Linked DNA regions of Mus musculus: region 2 is linked to region 1. Evidence: chromatin contacts called from public Hi-C data. All regions are on one chromosome and are shown on one strand. Each heading gives the region's core, a stretch centred on a gene start, on an enhancer-like site or on the middle of the called end of the contact. The rest is flanking DNA. Distances are from core to core; before and after follow the strand shown. Region 1 overlaps Supt3 (SPT3, SAGA and STAGA complex component). Region 2 has its middle 19 kb from the start of Gm41582.

What was found. A called contact is a pair of places that touch in the nucleus more often than the background predicts.
Region 2: a contact with region 1 is called in a Hi-C map of the N1E-115 cell line, with 2.9 times the contacts expected there. The contact joins two enhancer-like sites. A contact is called at or near these places in 2 of 15 datasets of contacts at CTCF or cohesin (pro-B cells and stem cell-derived epiblast-like cells), 6 of 484 Hi-C or Micro-C datasets (the C10 cell line, the N1E-115 cell line, Sertoli cells and 2 more) and 2 of 115 datasets of contacts at active chromatin or transcription factors (embryonic stem cells and kidney).

What each region holds. Positions count from the first base shown.
Region 1 is chr17:45,036,678-45,042,413 of GRCm38.p6, forward strand. It overlaps Supt3 (SPT3, SAGA and STAGA complex component), which reads left to right. Exons shown (of 12, transcript NM_178652.3): 8 at 35-147; 9 at 1,399-1,506; 10 at 4,539-4,709. Among named protein-coding and RNA genes, the nearest start is that of Gm35097, 110 kb to the right of the region's middle. Within about 2 kb of position 3,179, at least 4 of the 459 cell types and tissues checked have an H3K27ac peak or open chromatin away from gene starts, as enhancers often do. A contact at or near this core is called in the N1E-115 cell line, where this site is marked.
Region 2 is chr17:45,241,616-45,247,351 of GRCm38.p6, forward strand. No RefSeq gene overlaps it. Among named protein-coding and RNA genes, the nearest start is that of Gm41582, 19 kb to the right of the region's middle. Within about 2 kb of position 3,511, at least 39 of the 459 cell types and tissues checked have an H3K27ac peak or open chromatin away from gene starts, as enhancers often do. A contact at or near this core is called in the N1E-115 cell line, where this site is marked.

The sequences.
Region 1 (5,736 bases), core at 1,929-4,428:
AGTTAAAACTTTCTATTTTCTTTTTAATTAATAGCCAAAAAAGCTTCCAAATTCCGAGACTGGCTGGACTGCAGCAGCATGGAGATAAAACCCAATGTCATAGCTATGGAAATCCTGGCATATCTGGCATACGAAACCGTGGCCCAGGTACAGTCTCTGCTGTCAGTGCAACTGCTCCCACTGATCTCCACCCCTGCGACCATGGGCTGCCTTTTGATTCCACCTGCTACTCCAGCTGGAATGAGAACCGCAAACGTTTTCTTCTGAGACACATCATAAATTCTAGAATTTAATCCAATTATGCTCCTTTGTATCACTAGCTCTGAGGGCTGTAAGCTTTTAATATGTTTTGTAATTTTGCTTTTTTTTAAGACTCTTGTGTCTAGACCCACACAGACTTAATCTAGTTTACATTCCAGCTTGAGGTGTGGAGGGACTCACATGCCCCACCCCTCCCTGAAGAGTTATTGATGGTGTCTAAGGAAGGGGAGAAACAGTTTTATTTAAGGTTATGGTCCCAATAGGTTAAACATGCTCCAGTGGGTGGCCCCACTCCCAGGAGGCTGGGGTTAATAAAACAAAGACGGGGAGAGGAAGGAGGGAGTAGATCTAGGAGGAGTTAGAAGAGTTGGAAGTGAACTAAATATATTGTTTGCATGTATGAAATTCTTAGTGAATTAATACAAATGTATGTAAAACATCTGTTCCTTCAGCTTTATCCTAACTAGTTATGGAATTCCATGTTGAACTCTTACATCCTCAAGGGACTTGTTCAAGTGCTTATTTCTGAACTTTGAAACAAGTGACTTTCAAAGTCTGTGAAGCCCCTTGATCTCTGGAAATATGCAGGTATAGGATCATGGTACTCCAGGTGTAGCTCACTCTGGGTATGGTCTCTAGGCTACAGGGTCAGCCTCTTTTTTTTTTTTTTTTTTTTTTTTTTTGGTTTTTCGAAACAAGGTTTCTCTGTATAGCCCTGGCCATCCTGGAACTCACTTTGTAGACCAGGCTGGTCTCGAACTCAGAAATCCATCTGCTGCTGCCTCCCAAGTGCTGGGATTAAAGGCATGGGTCACCACGCCCGGCAGGAGGATCAGCTTCTTGTTAGCCCCTTTTGAGAATGAAAATTCCTAGACTAGCCCAGAAATCCATATTTAAAATGCTACTATTGATAACAAAATGAAGTTTGAAAACTACTCCCTTAGAAAATCAAACATGTCATTTGTGATTGTGAGTTGGTTCAGTTGCCAGTCAGTGAGAGGCTGTGCTCATGTCCAAAATGGATGGGAGGCAGTATTGCTATCAGTACCATCCTGAGCATGCTACTGAGTGCATCTTCTGTGACACTGATGGTTATTTCCAGCTATGTGAATTTATATCTGTTACTCTCTTCCTCAGCTGGTGGATCTGGCTCTTCTAGTGAGGCAAGATATGGTGTCCAAGGCAGGGGACCCCTTCAGCCATGCCATTTCTGCAACCTTCATTCAGTACCACAACTCTGCTGAGGTGAGTATCAGAAAATGTGACGAGAGCGCATTTGTGCTTTTGTTACTTGTTTACATTAGGACTTTGAAATGATTATGTAGGATTGCACGGTCTTTACTTGGAGACTCTTAATACATTGACCATTGACACAAATAATTATTGAGAATTTGCTGTGCCCATCTGAGGAACCACTTGATATGATGACCTTTTTCACCCTTTGGCCCCATTGTCTTTCTTAACCCTTAAGTGACAATTGGATGGTTGCAGAACATGTCTTACATTGAAACATGTAAAGAGAAGAACTGGGGTGGGGCTGTAGATCAATGGTACAATTCTTGCTTACCATGCAAGAGATACAGAGACTTTAGAGAGAACTGGAAGGGAGATTATCGTGTAATAATTCCTGTCAATTATTCATAACTTTGCGTTTCATGTGCCAATTTATCTCAACAATTCATATTGCCACAGCCCCACATATCTTCAGTCTGATGATCGGGTCCTCTTGTCAGACCTGTTTTGTACGGATAGGACGTTTTCTGTAGGAACTAGAAAATCTCACCAGGTGTAACCTTTTACATAACTATGCACCACTTTCAGTTTCTAAAATATCCTCTACTAACACAGTGTGCCTGACAACCAGAAATGAAGCCGAACATGTTGAATACATTTGCCAATATTTGAGTTTCTTAATAACAAAAACAGCACTTTCCTGTCATTCATGATAATGACCATAGAGAAGAAGGGCTAGGCTCACATCTGCATGTATAATTATAGAGTGAGTTTAGAACCAGCTGGCTGAAATGTATAACCTGAACACGGCAAAGGCCATTTAGTAGCATAGTCTTCTTCCTGTTACTGTCCGTGGGTGAGGGTGGTAGCTCAAATTGTTTCTAAGATGTACTTGGGATTTGTTTTTTGCCAAGGATCTCTTTGGGGGTCTGAGAAATCCTGTAAATCCCTTTCTGGGCTTGCTTTTATTTTTATTTAACTTTCTTAGTGTATCTTTGCATTCAGAGCCATTCTGTTAGTCTAAGGTCTCGCCATGGACCCCAAGTTATTAATTCTTTGCTATGAGGTGTAGAACTATACTATAACATATGCCCATATAGCATCTTATTAACAAGCTAGACATCAACCCAGCTTCTTTTCATAGCCCTTGGAGAATCATATTGGCTTGAAATCCAAGTAGGGACTGAAATGTTTATACCCATTAAAAAGGTCATACATCATTATCAGTCACCATGTTTTTAAAGGTTCCTAAAGCTTACTTAGTTGATTAAACAGTCTTTATTTTCTTTATGTTTCAAACCCCAATTATGATGTCAAAGAGGGCCCTTTGCAGTGTCTTTGATGCTTTATGAGTGTGTGTATGGTGTGCTTTCCATTAACATCAGACAAATTTGTTGTAACATTTCTAATTGAGGAAATTTACTGTGAACATAACAACCTAGTTTTCCCTTAACTTTCAAGTGATTGCTTGCAAATCTCAGAAAACACCCCAACATCCCCATCCCTCTTGCTTGGTTCTCCGGGGTGGCCGAGCCGCCCTGGGCAACTGCTCAACAACCACCAGGCGCTCTTCCCAGCTAAAGAGCAGTTGAAAAAAAATGTCCTATGTGTACTGGGTTTCCTGGGCTCTCTGGGAGGTTGGAGCATGAGTCTCAGAGAGCATCCTAACAGACTGTCAGTGTCAGCCTCGAGCTTTTTCCTGGCCTGGCAGCCATCCTCTCTCCCCTGTGACTGGTAGTCAAAGTAGACATTCATAGAAACTGTCTTCCTTCCTGCCTTTTATTACCTGATAAAATACAGAGATAATGCCCTGCTAAGGCAGTCTCCTCACTCATCAGCATTGCAAATCAGCAGCCAACATGAAGGATTGTGCCAAATATGGGCCAGCAGGGCATCTGGAGAATGATAGGAGCTGGGTCCAGGGAGATCGAATGATTTGTAAAGCAAACAAGCAAGTATGTGAACAAGCATAGAAGTCGAGTTAGTGTACATTGACTCCCAAATGAGCAACCAAGAGAATTAAAATAAGCCTCCGTGTTGCGTGCATGTGAACGCTCTAGTCAGAATCAAAGTGCTGAAGGTATGAGAACTGATGAGGGAGAGGGAGAAAAAATGTTCTGGCCTCAGAGGCAGCAAAAGAGCAGTTGAAAGAGGGATAGGAAAGGGTAACTGAGGAAACTAAGAAACTCATTAAAGAGAGCTAATAGGAAGCTCTAGTTGTATAGACTACTTAGAATTGTCAAAGACTAGCTCAGGGATCTTGGCCGTAGGGTGGTACGTTCAAAGAGACGGTTTTGGAAGATCCCACACCAGTTGGATTACAGTGTATCAGTCACCAGGTTGTCTGGGGCCATCTTATCTAAAGAGGCATCACCCTTAACAAGAACTGCCTACAGAACTGAGCTTGCTAAGCTTGGCTCACTGACACGAGACTAGCAAGTATAAGTCCTACATGTTCTAGATCTTTTTTCAGCATATGGTTTACACACATGTAGACATGATCCCTGGGAGTTATACAGATATTCCAAACTATATTTTCAAAATTCTAAGATATGAAACAAAACTGATCCCAAGCATTTGGGACAAAAGATATTCAATCAAAATCAGCTTTATTCCTTCTTGTTTGATGGTGTGTCTGTACAGTCTGATCGTGGAAATACTGTTGAGACTCGTACCTGAATTGGTCAAGGGTGTGCAGAGTCTTTCACTGCATTATAGAGAACGGTCGGTCCATATAGAGAACTATGGTTAGTGTGATTAGTAGAACGAGGAGCATGTAGATAAGACTCTTCAGGAAAAGTCCATGTAGAAATATGGGTATCCTACAGAGTTAAAGAATTTGCAGAAGCAATGGTTGAAGAATTTTTATTTTTGTCTGAATAATTAGATTAAAAAGTATTATGACTAGAACTTTAAGGGAAAGACATCCATTTCTATGGACTAGATAAGAGTAAATATTTAAGCTATAAATAGTATAGAAACAAACGGCAGTCTCCTGTGGCTAGGAGATCAGTTCATCTCAAAGCCATATTATGTTTGTGCAGGGGTCCTCATGTTTGAAGTCCAGCCCAGACTCTCCTGAGAACACACCTCCTCCTACACCAACAGCTCCCTCTTCTGGATCACAGCATTCAGGTAGAGCTGCATCTGGTTCTTTGGGGAATGGGAACACAGGACAAGACACTGCCAAAACCAAGCAGCGGAAGAGGAAAAAGGTCAGTGCCTTTCTCTTTATCTGTCTTCCTTCCTTCCTTCCTTCCTTCCTTCCTTCCTTCCTTCCTTCCTCCTCTTTCTTTCTTTTTTCTTTTCTTCTTCTTCTTTCTTCTTCTTCTTCTTCTTCTTCTTCTTCTTCTTCTTCTTCTTCTTCCTCTCTCTCTCTCTCTCTCTCTCTCTCTCTCTCTCTCTCTCTCTCTCTCTCTTATTTAATAAAGAGTAGAGAGGCTCAAAAATATTTTTTTAGAGAAATGAAGAATGTGCTGTGGGTTCTTTTCCCCTCACAGCTAAAACTGTAAGCAGCAGCCAGCTTATAGATACCATAGTCAATGGCTTCTAGTCAGAGCTGAAAGAACTGTTGTATGCTGTTTACCACTCCAAAGGTGGTAGGATCTGAGAGAATGGAGCTGATAAATGAGATAAAGCAAAGTCTCATGCAATAGCTAACTTTGTTCAGAACATCAGACAATTTATTCTAGGAAGGTTAAGAGGAATCACAGGAGTACAGTGTGCAACCACAAGACACGCTGCCCGTAGTGGAAAAGTCGTACATGGCAAAACCATGTTTTTCTGAGGCATGTAAACAAATAATGGTAACCAGTGGTAATGAATAATCTGAAGTAAATTCACTCCTGTCCTCTCTACCTGGGAGGGGCACAAAAGCATAATCAAGGAACAATTTCGTGGTTTTAAAGTAATTGAGGTCACAAGACTCTTCTTGCCTTGGTTTCTTGCAGTTTTCTTACAAACACTCAGAAATCTCATGTGACTCCATTTTTGAACTGTATGTCAACACTATGCATAAAAGAAGATATTGGGTTTTTTCACACCTTTAATCCCAGTACTTGGGAGGCAGAGGCAGGTGGATTTCTGAGTTCGAGGCCAGCCTGGTCTACAAAGTGAGTTCCAGGACAGCTAGGGCTATACAGAGAAACCCTGTCTCGAAAAACCAAAAAAAAAAAAAAAAAAAAAAAAAGCAAAGTTAAGAGAATTCTAGTGTCTAGTGTGAACACTATAACTATACTCTAT
Region 2 (5,736 bases), core at 2,261-4,760, 210 kb after region 1:
AAAATAACGGCTTCTCATTACAATGGTCTCGTTCCTGTATATAATGTGCTCTGATCAGCACGGGTGTTGCTTTTAGGTTTTTATTTCTGTTTTTTGTTGGGAAACAGGGTCTGATGTTAGCCCTAGCTGGCCTTGAACTTGCTGTAACTTTGAAACCCTGATTCTCCTGCCTCCACCTCCTAAGTGCTGGTATTACACATGTTCCACCACGCTTGGCTTAGACAATATTAGGGATCAAATCTAGGGCCCTGTGCACGTTAGGCCAACGCTGTACAGGCTGCACTATGTCCCTAGCCCAAGTAGGGAATTTTGAGAGGAAGCAGCGGGGCCTGTTCTCTGGAACTCTCTCTGGATGCTCCAGGCCCTGCTGAGATATCCTGATTTAAGATGGAGTTTACAGGGAATGTTGCTAAGGCATCACTAACAGGTCCCACTAAAAGGACCCACTTCCATCAGGCCTCAGAAGAACCTTGAAGTTGGCAGAACTCCTTTCTCTGGACACGCAAGCAGCCTTCCACCACCTGCATGTGGGTAACTCTCAGCCATGTCTGATAAACCAACAAGCGAACTGTGGAGAGAAGACAGTTGTCATGGAGCAGCAGCAAGAGACAGTGGGATGGAAATAACCAGCAGGCAAGCATGAATCAGCTAACTGTGAGTAAGTAGAACTCACGGGGGTGAGTAAGGTGGCTCAATGGTTAGAGCACCCATACCGGGTGCCTCCCAACTGCCTGCCATTCCCTCCCTACACACACGTGTGCCATACAGACATAAACAGAACAAAAACAAATCCTTTAAAAAAAAAACTAAACAGAACCCTAGCAATTTGCAAAATGGGAGAGGATGTCTGCCCACGCCTATGCACACATGCATACAGGAACACACGCACACGAGTGTACCACCACACCATCGCCACGGCAAGCAAGCTTCCTGCTTTCATTGAGTGTGTGTGTACATTCTTTCTCCTCTAGGTGTGAAGGGCTAGGGAAAAATGAACTCCAGTCACCTTCATTTTCAGAAAAGTTCCAAGTCTCTGAGAACAGCCTTCAGATCCATAAGTTGCGTTCTCTATTACTCCCCCAAGGGACCTTATGAATAGTGTGGGACACATAGTTTTGTCTCAGCTCCTGCTTTGCAGTAGATGGAAGGCAAGGTCTGCTAATCCGGGGAGCTCTTCTTCATCCGATGCCTGATGGCAGAGAATCCTACTCTGAAACAAGCTTCCGTTCCTTTGTAATTGGCCCTCCCTGCCCTCTCCCTGCCCAGCCTGGCCCATTGCCTTTAGGGATGGTTTGAGGTCGGTATCACATCAGGGAGACTCTCTGAGAGGGAAGGGAAGGAGAGTCACTGGGCAGCCCCCCCAGGAATGGCAGTCCACCTGAGGGCCACACTGAGCCAACCAGAGTCCCTCAGTATCTCAGGGTGGGTACAGCACCCCCTTCCCCCAGGACAATCTAAGATACAGATTTTTCCATCTTGTACTAAAATGCTCGTGTGTGTGTGTGTGTGTGTGTGTGTGTGGTTTTAGAACAAACATGCAGTCTGAACCTGGAGAGCCTTTTGTCCAGAACTCAAGAGTGTCCACACTTAGGGGGAGGGTTTCTGAGCTGACGCGCTCTCTCGCTAAGCACACCCCTTTTCTCTGGCTCCAGACACATGTTCCCAAAGTCAAGGGTTTACACATAGACATATCTGTTTGCAGACAATTTGTCTGAGCCCTTATTATCCTGTAATTGGGTTAAATACTGCTGTGTAGGCAGCGGCATACCAAGGCCATTGCCGAATCCCTGCGAGGGCCAGCCCCCTCCCTCCTTCCTCCTGCAGGCCTGTTGGAAGAAAAAGGTAGAAACATAAATTAAGACAGGGTGAATATATTCCTTTCTTGGAATGAGCTATTTAAAGAACAAGCCAGATGTGCAAATAGACATTTTCCTCTTGCTCACTACATTTTTAAAAGAGTGTATACTTATGTGTATGAGAGAGAGCTCACTCTTCCTTTCTTTAACAAAAATTTTATAGCCTTATTAATTATAATAATTACAATTAATTATAGTCTGGTGCGTTGTTCTTTTTTTTTTTTTGTTATTTTTCAATAATAAAGTTTAAAATGAGCCTTTAAAAGGTTTAGAATTTTTTATTGTTTCTTAAAAATTATGCGCACGCATTTGTGTCTGTGAATGGTTATGTGCACAGGAGTACAGGTGTTGAAGGAGGCCAAAAGAGGGTGTTGGGACATCTGGAATCGGAACATCTGGAGCTGGAATTACAGCTTCCTGACATGGATATGGAGAACTGAACTTGGGTCCTGGACAAGAGCAGGACACACGCTTAACCACTGAGCAGTCCCTCCAGGCCCCACTCTTCCTGAGGAAACCATCACATTTGTCCATACTGGCTAGGGTGTCTGCTGTCACCAAGTCATGTTAACGAAGATCCCCATTGCCTGTGGTGGCAGGGTGGCAGTCTGAGCCACCCACGCTGTCCTATCTCAAAGCCTTTAACCATGGATCCTCGGGTTAAGTGCAGGTTAATCAGAGACGAGACACTACACACACACACACACACACACACACACACACACACCCCACAATTGTCTCGGAAATAGTGAGACCCCTTTTTGGAGCCCTTGTCTCCAGTGGCTAGAATGTGAACCTTATGATTTCCACTCAGAATCGGGACACTGGCTTCACTATCCCAGGTTCTCCCCCAAAGAATACATTATTTGATCTTTCTGTTGCTTTTTGTGGCGCTGAGAATAGAGCCCAGGTCCTTGTATGCTTTAGGCAAGGACACTGTTACTGAGCCATACCTCAGCCATTTTAACTGCTTTATAGAAATCTTCCTAAAACATACGAGGCTTTCCTGCCCTAGAAAAGAAAAGAAGCACTGGGCAGAAAAACCAGAGTAACCCGCAAGGTACCCTGGGAACGTGGAAGAATCGCCGCACCAGAGCCGCAGGGCACGGCTTACGGTCAGAGGCCTTGACAATGCTGGCATTTCTCACCTCACGGAGAGCTGCCTTGGCCCTTCTGGGATGTGGCAAAACCTGTGGCCCCTTTCCTTTGCTTGTTGTCTGCCCTACTTCAGGCTTGTCTGAGTCTCTGCCAACCTCGAAACAAGTCTCACTTTACGCCTCTCCGTGACCCCCTCCTGACACTTTTGGCCAGAATAACCTTTTCAAAATGCAAATCTGATTATGCCTGTCTCCTGCTCAGTCTTCAGGGCTTCCTGTAGCTCAGGGAATGGTTGTTGAGAGCACTCTCTCCTAACACAGCCCCCCTCCCCTCCCACCTGTATACCCTTCCCACAGCTTCCCACGGCTTCCCGGCTGTGCCCTGGCAGGTCAGGACAGCCGTGTCCTGGGTCCCCAGTCTACTTGGCTCCTTTCGGTTCCTCTTGGGCTCCAGCCAGCTGTGGGCTCCTCCTGGAAGCTTTCCCAGACTGCATTAGCTCCACCTGCACTGTGTGCCCTCATTCATGGAAGTAGCGTCACCCCATAAATCCTTCCTGTTGGCTCACATTAGCCTTGTAAGGCTGGGCTTATCTGTTCCCCTGTTCACCCCACCCGGTTCCTTTAGTACAGAGAGCAAAAGCGATGGCAGACAGGTCTCTGTCACCGCCACGCCATTTCCCCTTTCCCAGCTCCCGATGGCATAGGCAGTGTCCCCACCAATGATCACAAGGATGGTAGGTAGTGACAACCCCAGGAGCTGCCAGGTCTGAGGGTATCATCTCCAGAGGCCCCTTTTGCTCATATTACTTTCAACAGGCCTTTGGGTGAAGGGCTCCCTGCCTTAAGAGCCAAGGTTCAGAACTCTGGACTGCTTTCTTGGACATGCAGGAGTCTCGCCCCCTACTTTTGTCTCTGTGGCTTTGTCATCAATCATTGGGCCCAGGGAAAGTGGACCCGAGGTGCTATGTGAGGAGTGCACTAAGTACCCCAGGTAGACACCAGGAGCTAAGTGAGTGGACCACATTCAAATTCCAGAGTTTCTGATCGTTTCAAAGGGTCATTTCATCGCTTTCACGTAAGCTTTGAGAGCTTGTGTCTGTGGGAATGTCAAGCATCTTGGTGTCCAATTAAAAGTACCAAAATAATGGAAATTTTGCTTAAACACTAGGTGCCTAGTAGATATGTACAAAGGCCATGCAGAGAGGCCAGCGTTGTGAGGTCCTGTGGTACGTTCTTTCCTCTGGGCATAGCTTGCCCGTGAGCCCTTCAACAGCAGCACCAGCTGAAGGCAGTGGATGCTCCCCTGAGGAAAATGCCTGTGGCTGGGAGATACCCAGGATCCATGCTGGGGAAGCAAGAGTCATCCAACCCCCAAGTCCTGACTGGCTAAGTTCAGAGGAGAGGGTTTGAAAGGGGAGCACTGCTGGGCTAGACAGCTCCACAGGACCCAGCAAAGTCACTGTCCCACACTAATCATGTAAAACCTCTAGCGGACCTTCTTCTCTACAGACCCTGGCACACTCTGACTTTCTAGTCTTATCGGCTGGGCTTGGAGAGGCTGTTCTGAGCATACTAGTATGTTTATAACAGGATATCTGGCCTGTGTTAGCTACCTCCTCCCAGTGTGACAACAACCCCCTTGTGAGTAAAACTGTCCCTACTTAAGAATCCCTGGAGCTGAGTGTGTAACCTAGTTGATGGAGTGTTGGTTTAGCATGCATGAAGCCATGGGTTCAATCCCCAGCATTCCATAAAGCTAGCCATGGTGGCACACCCCTAAAATCTCAGCATCTGAGAAGAGGAAGCAGAAGGATTTCATCTTTGGCTCCAGAGTGACTTTGAGAATGTCCTGGGCCACACAAAGCCCTGTCTTGAGCAAGCAAAAGATTATGAAGTTTTAAAAGCGCAAGGACCTATATATATCTTCTTAACGCTCCCCGTCTTTCTGAATTATCATATATCCACATATATGATGACGTGGGGTGACATCATCTTTCTGAACTATCAATCATATATCCACATATGGATGATAACATGGGGTGACATCCAGGCTTTGCTTCCAAACCCTCCAAGCCAGGGACAGAGAGTGGGATGAAAATTAGGGGTGGCCTTGGGCTGGAAAGACCGCTCCCAAGGAAAGGCATCTGCCCTGAAAACCTGGCTGCTATGCTCCATGCCAGGAACCCAAGCAAAATGCCGGACAGCACACACCTGTAATCCCAGCATTCCTGTGGGCAGGTGGGAAAGAATCTCCTGAAGGGTTCACAGACACAGCAAAGTAACAGAAACAGCAAGGGAGACAAAGTGATGCCAGCAGAGGTGACCTCTGACCTCCACATACGCTCACTCACGCTCTCTCTCTCTCTCTCTCTCTCTCTCTCTCTCTTTCAAATAAATAGATGCTTTAAAAATAAGAACAGTCATGAAAAGATATTGGGACTAGATGGTGCTCTTAGAATTCTCTTAGAATTCCTGTTTGCATAGATATTTGTAATGTTTTGCATTTAAAAATGTAAAAAAGTAAAAGAAAGTACACAGTGTTAAACCTGGTGACGTCTCTCTCCAGCATCCCCATCTCATCTCGGGAACCCTGCATCGGTAGCCATTTGTCACCCTAATAACCGCAAGCCGTACAAAGAAAAGTCCCATTGGGCTAAGCAGGCTGAGTCATGGCTCCGTGAGAATTTCCATTACACACGTTATCTGTGTGGCCCATCTGGCTCGGGAAGTCCTCTCGTGTAATGTGTTCTGGCATGGTGGGGGGAGGCACACCGCAAATGGCT